Linked DNA regions of Sus scrofa: region 1 is linked to region 2. The links are chromatin contacts, called in public Hi-C maps. All regions are on one chromosome and are shown on one strand. The core of a region is the stretch at or near the end of the contact, and the rest is flanking DNA. Distances in the headings are between cores, read along the strand shown. Region 1 has its middle 17 kb from the start of TERF2. Region 2 overlaps CYB5B (cytochrome b5 type B (outer mitochondrial membrane)).

What was found. Hi-C and Micro-C count contacts between places; a contact is called where the count stands out from the background.
Region 1: a Hi-C map of skeletal muscle shows a contact between it and region 2, with 2.9 times the contacts expected there. The contact joins two enhancer-like sites. A contact is called at or near these places in 15 of 47 Hi-C or Micro-C datasets (embryonic fibroblasts, fetal heart ventricle, heart right ventricle and 5 more) and 2 of 2 datasets of contacts at active chromatin or transcription factors (alveolar macrophages and skeletal muscle).

Annotation. Positions count from the first base shown.
Region 1 is chr6:17,585,063-17,591,853 of Sscrofa11.1, reverse strand. No RefSeq gene overlaps it. Among named protein-coding and RNA genes, the nearest start is that of TERF2, 17 kb to the left of the region's middle. Within about 2 kb of position 3,938, at least 26 of the 83 cell types and tissues checked have an H3K27ac peak or open chromatin away from gene starts, as enhancers often do. A contact at or near this core is called in retroperitoneal adipose tissue and skeletal muscle, where this site is marked.
Region 2 is chr6:17,517,019-17,523,668 of Sscrofa11.1, reverse strand. It overlaps CYB5B (cytochrome b5 type B (outer mitochondrial membrane)), which reads left to right. Exons shown (of 5, transcript NM_001159592.1): 5 at 565-1,082. The coding sequence ends at 658. Among named protein-coding and RNA genes, the nearest start is that of CYB5B, 38 kb to the left of the region's middle. Within about 2 kb of position 3,323, at least 25 of the 83 cell types and tissues checked have an H3K27ac peak or open chromatin away from gene starts, as enhancers often do. A contact at or near this core is called in retroperitoneal adipose tissue and skeletal muscle, where this site is marked.

The DNA of each region.
Region 1 (6,791 bases), core at 2,689-5,188, 68 kb before region 2:
AAAGAAAAAATATGGAAGTATGTTCCCTAAAATTGTTAATGACAGTTATCACTGGGAAGTATGATTGAAGGGAGGCAGATTTATCTTTTCTTTTTAATATCCTTTCATGCTCTTTAAGCTTTTTAACTTAAAGAGATATTCGTTTTATAATTTTTTAACAAAAAAAGTCCATAAAACCTGGGGAGCGTGTGAGATTTTAAATTTCCAGCAGAGGGCAGCAGTGATTCTCGAATATTTCTGACGTCAGCACAGAACAGGATTAGTGTCCATGGTTTTCCAATTCCAGGCCCAAACACTGCACTTGGATCACCTTATCATAAAGGAACAAAGGCAATACCACCGAAAGCTTAAAATGCTGTAGAAAGTGTTGTGACAAAACAGTTGCTAAAGGGCTCTTTCTTCATTAACATCTTTACATTGTCTAAACTACCTTTTTCCTCTCTGGAGTTCCCAGTTTTCTTATCTGGTTTTAACAGGTTTTTTTTTTTGTTTGCTTGTTTTAGGGTTGCAGCTGTGGGCATATGGATTCCTAGGCTAGGGGTTGAATGAGATCCGTAGCTGCCAGCCTACGCGGCAGCCACAGCAATGCCAGATCTCAGCTGCTTCTGTTACCTACACTGAGCGAGGCCAGGAATCAAACCCGCATCCTCATGGTTCCTAGTTGGATTCATTTCCACTGCACTACAACGGGAACTTCCAGGTTTCAACAGATTTTAACTGTCTGTTAAAACCAAGACAGTTTGATGAGCTGATCTTAAAAGATCTCTTTCCAGTTCTAAAATTTTAGGGCTTTAAGAATCTAAATCATCATTAAGAAAAAACAAGCCCCAGTGCCCTCTGAAATTAATTAGCTTATCAAAGAATCTGCTTTACAACCCTCGGCTGATCAGGATGAGTTATTACTGGTTTATCTATAGTGCAGATCAAAGAATACTTTTGGGGGGGGTTGTTGGCATTTATTCACTTCACTGATGGAGAGAAAGGAGAACTCTCCCACCCTATGAAGGTTTAGCATGTGTGTAAAGGTCATAGGTCTGGTGTTTAGAAATTATACAAAGGCTTACGAAAGAATCTTCACTGGCTTGGCCAAATTAAACAGCAGGCAATTGTAGAGAAATAAACTCAAGTTAACGTTTAACCACAAGTCCCTTTTCTTGCAGCTTGGTCTTTCTCAATAGGATGGGGTCTGAGAAGGTCAGTAGGCCCACTAGCAAGACATTGGGCTCTTCTGGGAACCCACGCATCCACCCCTTGTTATAAATTTTAGGAGTTCCTGTCGTGGTGTAGCGGAAACAGATCCGACTAGGAACCATGAGGTTGCAGGTTCGATCCCTGGCCTCACTCAGTGGGTTAAGGATCCGGCGGTGCCATGAGCTGTGGTGTAGGTTGCAGATGCAGCTCGAATCTGGTGTTGCTGTGGCTCTGGTGTAGGCCAGCAGCTACAGCTCCAATTAGACCCCTAGTCTGGTAACCTCCATGTGCCACAGGTGTGGCCCTAAAAAGACAAAAATAAATAAATACATTTTATATGTGTGTATGTATATATATGTATATACATATATATAAAGCATCTGAATCATAAACTTTTCCAGCTATTTTTCATGCCTCAATAGGAGTTCTTTTTTTAGAGGACCCTTTATAAATTGTAAGCTTTTTTTACTTTTTAAACATTTGCCCAAGATTCCATCTCTAAAAGGCTGAGTCAGGTGTTCCCGTCGTGGCTTAGCAGTACGGACCCAACTAATATCCATGAAGATGTGGGTTCGATCCCTGGCCTTGCTCAGTGGATTAAGGATCCGGTGTTGCCATGATCTGTGATGTAGGTCAAAGACATGGCTCGGATCCCAAGTTGCTGTGGCTGTGGCGTAGGCTGGCGCTACAGCTCCGATTTGACACCTACTCTGGGAACTTCCATATGCTGCAGGTGTGGCCCTAAAAACACCAAAAAAAAAAAAAAAAAAAGGTGGCTGAGGCAGATTGGAGCCTGTCACTACCTGGCTCCAAGACCCTCACCCTTGACCATGGTCCTGTATGAAATGAGAGGGTTCACTTCATCTACTTGTTATGCAGAAGCTGTGAATAGCTGCAGGAGTTGTTGGGTTAAGGAAACAGGGTGAATGATTATTGCGTCACAAACCTCCGTCTAGCTCACATATATTAAGCACTCACTATGTGCTAGTCTCCATCAGAGGCTGGGGAAGGGAGGGAAAGAGTGTCAAGAGATGAATTAGACATGATCGTTGCACTTTAAGAGGCTTCTTGTTTTCGGAGTGAGGAGCTGACAAGTATACAAATAGAGCATGTGAAAAATAATAGGAAAACACAAATAAGAAAGAAGAAATCAGGAGTTCCCATCGTGGTGCCATGGTTAATGAATCCCACTAGGAACCATGAGGTTGCGGGTTCGATCCCTGCCCTTGCTCAGTGGGTTAAGGACCCGGTGTTGCCGTGAGCTGTGGTGTGGGTTGCAGATGCGGCTCTGATCCAGCGTTGCTGTGGCTCTGGCGTAGGCCGGCGGCTACAACTCCAATTTGACCCCTAGCCTTCGAACCTCTATATGCATGGGAGCAGCCCTAGAAAAGGCAAAAAGACAAAAAAAAAAAAAAAAAAAGAAAGAAAGAAAGACAAAATCAAAGCAGCATAGCAGGATGGTTAAATCCATGGGCTGTGGAGTCCAGTTCTTAGCCGTGGGACCTCTAAGCCTCAGTTTTCTCCTCTGTAAAATGGGCATAGCCTTTAGGTATTTGTTGTAAGGGTCAAATGATTTAATGTATTATTTAATTGCTTACCATTGAACCTGGCAGATGGAAAGATTTGTCAAAATGTATTGTTTGGGAGTTCCGTTGTGGCTCAGCTGGTTAAGAACCCAGCATAGTGTCTGTGAGGATGCAGGTTCGATCCCTGGCCTCACTTAGTGGGTTAAGGAGCTGGCATTGCCACAAGCTGTGGCACAGGTCTCGGTTGCGGCTTGGTTCCAGCATTAAGGTGGCTGTGGCATAGGCTGACAGCTCTAGCTCCAATTCGACCCCAACCCAGAAACTTCCATGTGCTGCAAGTGCAGTCCTAAAAAGAGATTTACAAAACAAAGGGATTGTTTGATAAAGCTTAAGCAAAATAAGAATCACATGTACAACTTCCTTTCTGGGATATTGGCGCCCCTTTCTCAAATTTTTCTGAATTCCCCCGCTCTGAGAGACTCACTGCCTTGAGACTTATTCTTTCCCCTGACATGGTTATCTTTTGATCCTATTAAAACGTCTCCAGGAAAGAAGGCTGTGGCAAAGGGGCCGCAGCCCCCCTGCACCACAAGCTTGGGCTGCATCACAGGGACGGGGAGCTGAAACTGGAGGTAGCCCCTCGTGACAGGCAGGCAGATCAGGAGAATAAACCTGGAGTGTCTGTCAGAGAGTGTTTAGGACCCACTGCCCGAGATTTTCATTCTGCTCCAAATTGAGTCTCATTACATCCTTTGCTAATGTTGGAATGTGACTATAATCATAGGAAGAGTTTCCCATGATTTTATCCTACAATCAGTTCCCCTCCCAACACGTGTATTTATTGTTTTCTCTCAAACACTGACTCACCACTGCCTTCATCCTCAGTCAAGGTCACTGCTTTGATATGCTACAGTGGCTGCCCCTTTCAGCCTTGGTGGGGTTGGGGGTGGGGATGGGGTGGGGGGGGTTCTTTCCTCTGAAATCCACTGCCTTCTGACTACTATGCCTAAATGAACACCTTCCTCTCAAACCTGGTAAAAACTCACCTCCTTCTAGAACCTTCCCTGCTGCATTCTTTACTTTTGCACTCCTGTTTGGTGCTACAGATGCGGTTGGGGTCGTTGGACCGTCGCCAGGCAAGTGCCCTTGTGTCTTTGTTCCGTGTGTGCAAGGTCTGGTTCTTCCCATCGGGGGCAGCATGCATCTGTGGAGAGCGCAGGGACTCGGCCACCTGGCGTGCGTTCACATAGCAGCACCACTCGTGAGTTGTCACATTCACTCTGGCTGTCCTTTGTCACCTTGGGACGGCTCCTTTATTCTCGTGTATTGTCATCTTCCGTCCGGGTTTCTCCAGACAGCTAGCTGTCCCTTCCCCACTCGACTTTAGTTCTTCCCAAGAGTGGACAGAGGGCCCTCTTCTGACTTCCCAAAGCACAGCCTAAGACCGTGTGTGTGCCCCACCATTTCCTGCAGTGAAGGGGACGATGACAGGCCCTTCCTCCCTGAATTCCTGTACGAAGGAAATGCGATAGGGCACGATCACAGAACTTGGCCTACAGCAAGTTGTGGCAGATCCTTTAGACTGACGGGTTTGCTCCAAATCCGGCCCGAACTCTTTCTAGCTCCCTTTCTGGAAAAACAAACACTCGCGATATTTCTCAAACTCCCTTGCAGCTCCAGTTTGGTTTGTGATTTAAATTCCACGGGTGTGAGATTTTAGAACTCTGAACTGTGTGGAGGGAGAGGCGGGTGTGAAACATCCATTTGGCTGCGGCTGATCGTGGCAAAGGCAGTGTGATTCTAGAACCAGCAGCTGGGATGACCGCTTAGCAGTTCTGAAGGCTTCTGGGTGGTGGCAGAGGCTTAGGCTGGCTTGTCAAGGAGTCCGCGGTGTAATTTTGGAGGTCATCCCTGGACATTTAGACTAGAGTCTATTTCTTAATTTTCATAGTGATCCTGTGAGCTAGCCATACTCTTGAATAAATCCCTTTTGCTTAACTTAGCACGAGTGAAACCATTGTTTGCCACTAAGAAAACTGAGCAATATTTAAGTTTTCGATAAATGTTAGCTTTCATTATTATTTTAAAACTTTGTTGGAGTTCCCGTCGTGGCTCAGTGGTGAATGAATCCGACTAGGAACCATGAGGTTGCGGGTTTGATCCCTGCCCTTGCTCAGTGGGTTAAGGATCCGGCATTGCCATGACCTGTGGTGTAGGTCACAGTCGCGGCTTGGATCCCACATTGCTGTGCCTCTGGCGTAGGCTGGTGGCTACAGCTCCCATTAGACCCCTAGCCTGGGAACCTCCATATGCTGCGGAACGGCCCAAGAAATGGCAAAAAAAGACTAAATAAATAAATAAATAAAACTTTGCTGAAGACTTGATAATGTCAAGAAAGGACATTTTTACACTAGCAACTGGATAAGACCATGTAAAATAATTTCTAGAGTAGCACTGTGCCAAAGAGCTTTCTCTGATGGTGGAAATGTTCTGTATTTGCCCCCAGTATGGTAGCCACTAGTTATATGTGGCCACTGAGCACGTGAAATGTGGCTACTAGTCACTGAGTTTTTAATTTGTTTTCATTCCCTAATATTTAAAATTACATACGTGCACACTGTTGGTGGTGAGCGTGTTGGACAGCACAGTCTTCGAGTGTCTCAGCCTTACCTTCCAGAAGGGTCATGACAGCCTTCTCTGTCTATAACCAAGAACGTTCATAGGTTCTTCCTCAGTCCCCAGTCTCAGGCCTCGTCTTGCTAATACGCAGAGATGCAATATGCCCACAGCAATGACAACTTTGACATGATAAGCTTAGGGACTCACTGCCCCAAATTCCATTCCAAGATTGCACTTTGGCTTTCTTTTTTTATTTTTATTTTTATTTTTGTCTTTTGTTTTTTTTAGGGCCCCCCCGAGGCACATAGACGTTCCCAGGCTGGAGGTCTAATTGGAGCTACAGCTGCTCGCCTACGCCACAGCCACAGCCACGCCAGATCTGAGCCGCGTTGGTGACCTACACCATGGCTCATGTCAACGCCGGATCCTTAACTCACTGAGGGAGGCCAGGGATGGAAGCCACAACCTCTTGGTTCCTAGTCGGATTTGTTTCTGCTGCACCACCACGGGAACTCCCATTTTGGCTTTTTATTCACAAAACCCAAAAGTTTATGAAAGAGCTTTTGCTAAAATGCAAACTTGTCTTAAGAGGCAAATCTCACCTTGCACTTAGAGAAAGAAAACCATGTATTGTATTAAAATATATATATGTGTGTGTGTATATATGTATTTCCCATAACATCTAAGTGTTGAATTTCCAAAAATATTGGGGTCCTGTGTTAGACAAGGAGTTCTCATACTTTGCTGCATATTGGCATCACTCTAATAAAGTAATTATTTGCCAGACACACTTCAGACCAATCAAATTAGCATTGCGAGAAGTGATGAAAGAAAACCAAAAACTTTATCTGCAACCCTCTAATTTTTTCAAAAAAAGAAGAATGTACTCCTATATTAACTAGTCGTTAAAGGTTAATAAAAATATAAGTACTGATAGGATTTTTAAAGGGATAATTTATTGCGAGATAAGAGAAATAATTATAGACCTGTTACTCAAAGCCAGACATTTTTGTTTTTCCATTTTGGTTGACTAGAGGCTCTTAGGAGACAGTAGTCATAGAGCCGTCATCCAACAACTCTAGGAAGCTTCTGGAATGCAGACATTCACAAAGAGTACAGATTTCAGTCAGGTTCCTCTTCCATAGTGCCCCCTTCACATGTTATGTGAATTCATCCAAATAATAAACCAGGAGTGTTTTGTAGACCTTCCTTCCCATGTAACCAAACAGACGGACAACCCAGGGGAAGCTGAGAAAAAAGATAAGAGGTGTCCAAGTTCAGTGTCAGATGGTCTTTTGATTATGCTCCCCATCCTTCCACTTCCCCACACACAGATGTTCCCTGTGCATGAACTTGGCTCTATGTGATTCATTCCAGAATGGGATGGTCCCCAAAAGTTTGAAGAGAGGAACTTGCATTTCCTGAGATGATTCTCTCTTGACATTAATTCAACTT
Region 2 (6,650 bases), core at 2,074-4,573:
GTATGAAATGAAAATAATAGTGGTATCTTTTTCATAGGACTGTTGTGAGGATTAAATTTTAAAAATACATGTGGGACAGATATAATATTGCCATCAGTTGTACTAGGTAACATTGCCTCTAAATTTATGATACAGATAATATTTATATAAATATTTGTATATTATATGTGTTTATTATATTAATATCTAACGATGGCCTTTTCCTTTTTAAAGATGTTAATTAAAGAGTATGTGAAAAAGCATAAAGAAAAGTTAACCTGTCCAGAATCCCATCACCTAGAAATAACCACTGTATGTCTTTGTAAAAACAGATATTGGGAAGTGTCATACCATACATTCTGGTTTTAATCCTTTAAAAATTTTTGTTCAGCTTTGTCCCTCTGATCCAAATATTTGGGGTTTTTTTCCCAATTACTGTGTGATTAAAAACAGTTCAATTTCCCCAAGTAAATACACATTCTTTGCTCATAAAAATATTACAAATGTGAATGTTGAAAGGTAGCACCCATTTGGTCTGGAATGTTCACGACTTATTGCTTCCTCCCCACCCCCCTACCCTTTTAGCTACTGGTCATACTGGATCTTCCCCATCCTGGGCGCCATCCTCTTAGGTTTTCTCTATCGTTACTACACGGCGGCGGAGAGCAAATCCTCCTGAGGAGACTTTGTTGACGTCGGGAAAGCACATCCACTTGGGAGCAAGAACCAGAGACTCAATTGGAGGCTGCGGCTGTGCCCTCTTCTCGAATACTGCCAATTATATCCTCCCCCTCGGAGCCCAGACTGTTGGCCAGACATCCGCCTCAGCCCTGGGGCCAGTTGTGAAGTCATTTCTCAGAGCCTTACTCTCAAAGCACCTGCTCATTGTTCTGCGTCTTTGCCGTTGTTTCCTCTCTTCATGGTTTCCACGAGCACCCTTGTCTTTCAAAACTGTGTTTTATAACCGGAGTCCGCACGTCCTCATGACACTGCCTTTTGGTGTCATCGCCTGCTTTCCAGTACTTAGTTACTTAGACCTTCTTAATGGGGCAGCCCACTCTGGTTTTGAAGCTTTTCTTTTTCCCCTTTTGTTTTAAGTAAATAGTATCTTTTAAATTATAACTTCATTCTATCGTTTATCATTGGAGGTTTCACTCATGATGTCAAGTTCCACACCTGTGACTTAAAACACAACTGCAGGATGATCCCATTCCTTGTTTATATTTGTTAAAATTGAGCGAGTGTGGCAGGGAGGTCTTGTCACCCCCTTAGGCCGCCAAATGGTGCTGGGCGGAACGCTGCCTCCCTTCTGTTTATTGGGAGTGGAGAGAACTGGGAACGGGAGGGCTGAACTGGGATAATAAGCTGAATTTAATCTTTCTTTTGAAAAATAATCGAGAGACACTACTTGAGGACAGGCGTTTAGAAAAAGCACCAAAAACTTCATCCTTTATTTGGGTTTGGCACCAATTCCCAGCCATCTCTTTTCTTTTCATTTTTGGCCTCACCCTCAGCATGTGGAAGTTCCCAGGCCAGGGATCTAACCCACCCCATGGCAGCAGTGACAACACTGGATCCTTAACCTGCTGCGCCACACGGGAATTCCTTCTTTCCTTTAAAACCCCTTACCATCTTTTATTGGTAATATATAAACTTATAGTTATGCCCATAGAACTTTACAGTTTTATTAAAGGATTTTCCTGGGTTTTTTTGTTTATCCATTAGCTGACTTTTTTTTCTCCAGTTTACAAAAGGAAGAGACTCCGAATAGGTGAAAGATTGAGTGGTTTGATCTTCTGGTTGCCCCAGTACAGTAACTTCCACGGAAAAGTGGCAGAGGGAAGGCAGAGAGCATGACAAGAGAATGTTTTTCATTTCATCTGTATTTTACCTCCATGGTTCCAATTTGTGGTTTTGTTGTTTTTCCACTGAGAATAAAAAAGCTAGCAGTTTTTTTCTTTTTTCTTTTTTCTCTTGGAAGACTGTCTCATTGAGGAGTAGGTTCTTATTCCTCCTCGGTTCAGGAATTTCTCTGGCGTATTTAACTACCTTTTCCTCCATGGAAGCACCTGGGGAGACAGTCCATGGGCAGTTTTCTGCCTCCCACTGTGGTGACTTTTTTCCCCATCCTTTGAGGGTCACCAGCCTGCTCTGAGCCATTGTCACGGGCAGCAGGGAGCAGCAGGCAGTTCAGGAAGGACCACAGGCACTGTTCAGCATCTCCTCCCCCCTTCAGCCTGCCAGGGACTTGACAGGGCAGGAAGGTACACAGAACACCAGTGTCTGCCCCTGCAAACTACTTAAGAAGTTCAACCTGGGTCTTATAACCTGTGATTTAGCAGTTGAGTGACTTTGGAATTCATAAAAATGACATTGACCTGGTTCTCGCACACTTGGTCATGACATAATGGAGTAATTTTAGGGGGTTTCTGGCTGACTTTTATGTCAGGGATATGGGTAAACTTTTAAAGCTTTTATCTTTAGAAAATGTTGCAAATGGATTATAAGATGCCACTTTAAGACAGTCTATTGAAGGAAAAATCTTTGGTGTGTAACGGAAGTGGTGTGGCTTTTGATGCTCCTATTTGAAGGCAAGGGAGGGTTGCTTTGAATAAAAGTTGATATGTAATTGCTGTGATGATTAAGTTGCATGATCACATGGGGCCACCCTGAGGTAGAAAGGACAAAGGAGTATTGAGGAGCTGGAAAGGGAGCATTCAGGCTGAAACTAAGCCAGAAGATAACTTGGGTCAATTAAAAGTGTGTTGGCAAAACGGAATGAAAAACATCTGGCTTAGAAGAAACATTAAAGAATGACATTTGTAAGTAAAATGTGTGTTTTTGATATTTTTAGGGTAAAGATCAATGCAAAAGATAGGCTTTTCTATTTCATATGGGTTGTCTTTTTCCTGTTTATATGGGAACTTGTTTTTATTCAGAGCCAGAGGAAAAGATTTTCAGACTTGGTCTCAACCATCCATGAAATCCATCCAGTACCCAGGGCTTCTTTTCATCTGTTGCTAATGTGATGTCACTTTGTATTATAAAAACCACTTGTAGGTCCATTTACTATTTTCCTGCTTCCTACAGAAACAGCCAGGTGAAAGGGAGAGCTTGTGTGAGAGTTCGCAGAGGTTTTTCTAAACAATAAAGTAATACAGTATGTGAGCCAAATCCATCAAAAAGGACTTTTGTTTTAAGAAGTAGACTCAAGTTCTCGAGAAACAGTCTCAACTTTGCTAGGTTGTGAATCCCACCTGGAGAGCCAGTGGAGCCAGTCCCTGCTGGATGGCAGAGCCTCCTGGGGGGTCTCTGGGGTGTTTGGCTGTTTATTCCCAAGGAGGACTCAGTGCTGCCACCCACCCTTCTGTACGTGTAATGGCTGCTGATCCCAGGGAGGAGGTGAGGCGAACTGACTGTCCCCCAAATGGGGATGCTAGTGCGGGGGCCCGAATGTCCTTGCCTCTGTCTCTCAGAATTGGTTTTGGTTTCTTTTTTGTTTTGTTTTGTTTTGTTTTGTTTTCTTTTTTTTTTGTTATTGTTGTTTGGTTTTGGTTTCTAAATGACTTATATTTGTAAAGACAGGAAAGTGGTGGGGACAAAGTTTATATATACTGTGTTTAGTTCTTATGTGACCACTTGAGCAGAAGCAAAAATGCATTGGAACCTATCATTTGAGCCTGTGAAGTTCTTTGAGCAGTTGTCATGAGGCCCATGTTGGGAAATAAGAACATTGTTGAGTGTACACTCATTCAGTTCCCATGGGGAGCAATGAAAAAAATGCTTTACAGGCCAGCTATGTCATTACTTATGTCGTATCTCATGCTTAAAATCTCAAGCGATATCTCTCTGATTAAATTCCAATTTAGAAATGTACACCATTAATGCTCATTACTTCCGAGGGAGAAATGGATTCAGACCTGTCGCAACAGGAGGTTAACACTTTTTTTTTTTTAACCATCCTATTCTTTTGCCAAATATCACAAAAGTAATGGGGAAGTTAGTCCCGTTTGGCTGTTGTGCTCTGAAAAAGCTGGGTTTGGAACTTGTGGGAGTGCTCCCAGCGGGAGGTTCCAAGAAGCAGAGAGGTTGTCAAGTTACCCACCCTACATCCAGCCTGTCACTCGAGAATTTTCAGAGCTGCACGTTGCCTGCACCTTTTTTCTACATTGGCTATTTTGGCAAAACATTACTATGATTATCCCCCCCCACTTTTTTTAACTTCACCCTCAACTATGAGCAAGTAATATTAACATTCCTTTTGTGTATTCAATAATGGAGTTTGTTTACCTATTTTATTTCAGCATATTTTGAACAAAGATCTTTGTCTCTTTCTGCTGGAATGTGCACACAGTGAATGTTTGTTAGAACGACACACAATAAAGATACTGTTTTCCTTTTCTTGCCCTGGCTACGGTTATTTAAAAAAAAAAAAAATTTTTTTTTTTTTAAGTGGAAATGTTGGCTCTGGAATTCTCAGGTGTCTGGAAGAAAAGAACTTGAGAAGCATAAAAGTCATCTCTGTGCTAATCTTGTGTTAGCATAACTTGATGGGGGAGTTCCACGGTTCTTCGGGAGTCATGCTGCTGCTCTTTCCCCGAAATGAAAGGCGAAGATTGTGAGACGCAAAAATTAAGAGTTTTGCTGTATTAACGGATGTGAAGTGGCAACCAGGTAGACAGCTTGGAAGTTCTGTTTTTACTGAAACCATCTGATAAAGAAGTCATTTCAAGGTAATAACACTTGTTATCTATAGCGCCACTCTTTAAATGCTTGTTTTTCTTGGAAATGGCTGAACTGTTGGGGAAAGTGAAACATTGAGCTCGAAGTTCTAGTGACTGTGTTAATAAAACAAGGGAAATAAACCATTTTTATAATTACTTTTAAAACCTACTGATAGCCTTCTAACATGACCAGTGAGACACAGTTCGTTAGGGCTTAGTATTTTCGCTGTCACGTGAATTGATGATTATTAACAGGAAAGGAAAGTCCCATTCTTATTACTCGTGTTTGAATCTGTTGTTTCAATGTCAGTCCTCATAAGGCACATGTCTCTTCCTGATGCTGAGTGTTTGGCAGGTACTTGACAAATCCTGGTTGACTGGTTGAAAACTTGAGGTAGAAGATTGTGATTTCATTTACGTAAATTTAAGGTAAGAAACACCCACACTATCTCCTAAATGATTGGTAATTGTAAGTAACATCAGTCATCTAACATTAATTAGCTTAGTGGATGTCTATATACTCTATACAGATCTTTCCTCACTTACAATGTGGTCATGTCCCAGTATGCTAGAGAGTATCGTACTGGGTCTCACTAGCACAGAAAAAGACCAACATTCAAAATACGGATTTTGCTGAATGCATATCACTTGCACCATGGTAAAGCAGAAAAATCCTAAGTTGAACCATAATAAATTGGGGACTGTATTTCAGGGACTAAGTTAGCTTAATCATGTATAACAGCATTTTAAGACAATTCTTTAAAAAAAATTTTTTTTTTTAAATTATAGTTCATTTAGAAACAATTCTTGTATGTAGCATTCAGGAGAGGCTGGAATTGCTTTTGGGGGAAACATGAGGATACAGCTGTAATATATTTATCACTTAGGTGCCACCTACTATGTGCTGTGCAGTATTTTTGACAGCTTGCAAGCTTTTTTTTTTTTTTTTTTTTTTTTTGGTGTCTTTCTAGGGCTGTGCCCACGGCATATGGAGGTTCCCAGGCTAGAGGTCTAATAGGCGCTGTAGCCACCAGCCTACACCAGAGCCACAGCAACGCTGGATCCGAGCCATGTCTGCGACCTACACCACAGCTCAGGGCAACACCTGATCCTTAACCCACTGAGCGAGGCCAGGGATCAAAGACATGTCTTCATGGATGCTAGTCAGGTTCATTAACCTCTGAGCCACGACAGGAACTTTTTTTTTTAAGCATTTCTGATTCTTTGTGCCGTGTAATGTGGGATTTAGAAACTATGTATGGCTTTTGAAATTGTTGTATCGTGAAAAGGTGATTCAGGCTGATGGAGGAAGCACAAGATAATGCAGACACAAATACTCCTGTTTCAAGTTTGACAAGTGGCTTTTTTTTTTTCTTCAGGGCCGCACCTGTGGCTTATGGAAGTTCCCAGGCTAGGGGTCAGATCGGAGCTGCGCTGCTAACTTATATACCACAGCTCCTGGCAACACCACCAGATCCTTAACCCACTGAGCAAGGCCAGGAATCAAACCCACATCTTCATGGATGCTAGTTGGGTTCATTACATTTAATTTCCCTCTGGAAAGATCCTTGTCTGTATTGGGTCTTGGCATCATGAAATGTTCAACTTGGGAACTCCACAAGGGCTTTTTTTTTTTTTTTTTTTTTTTTGTCTTTTTTTGTTGTTGTTGTTGTTGTTTCTATTTCTTGGGCCGCTCCCGCGGCATATGGAGATTCCCAGGCTAGGGGTTGAATTGGAGCTGTAGCCACCGGCCTACGCCAGAGCCACAGCAACATGGGATCCGAGCCGCGTCTGCAACCTACACCACAGCTCACGGCAACGCCGGATCGTTAACCCACTGAGCAAGGGCAGGGACCGAACCCGCAACCTCATGGTTCCTAGTCGGATTCGTTAACCACTGCGCCATGACAGGAACTCCCACAAGTGGCATTTTTGATCCATCAGTTC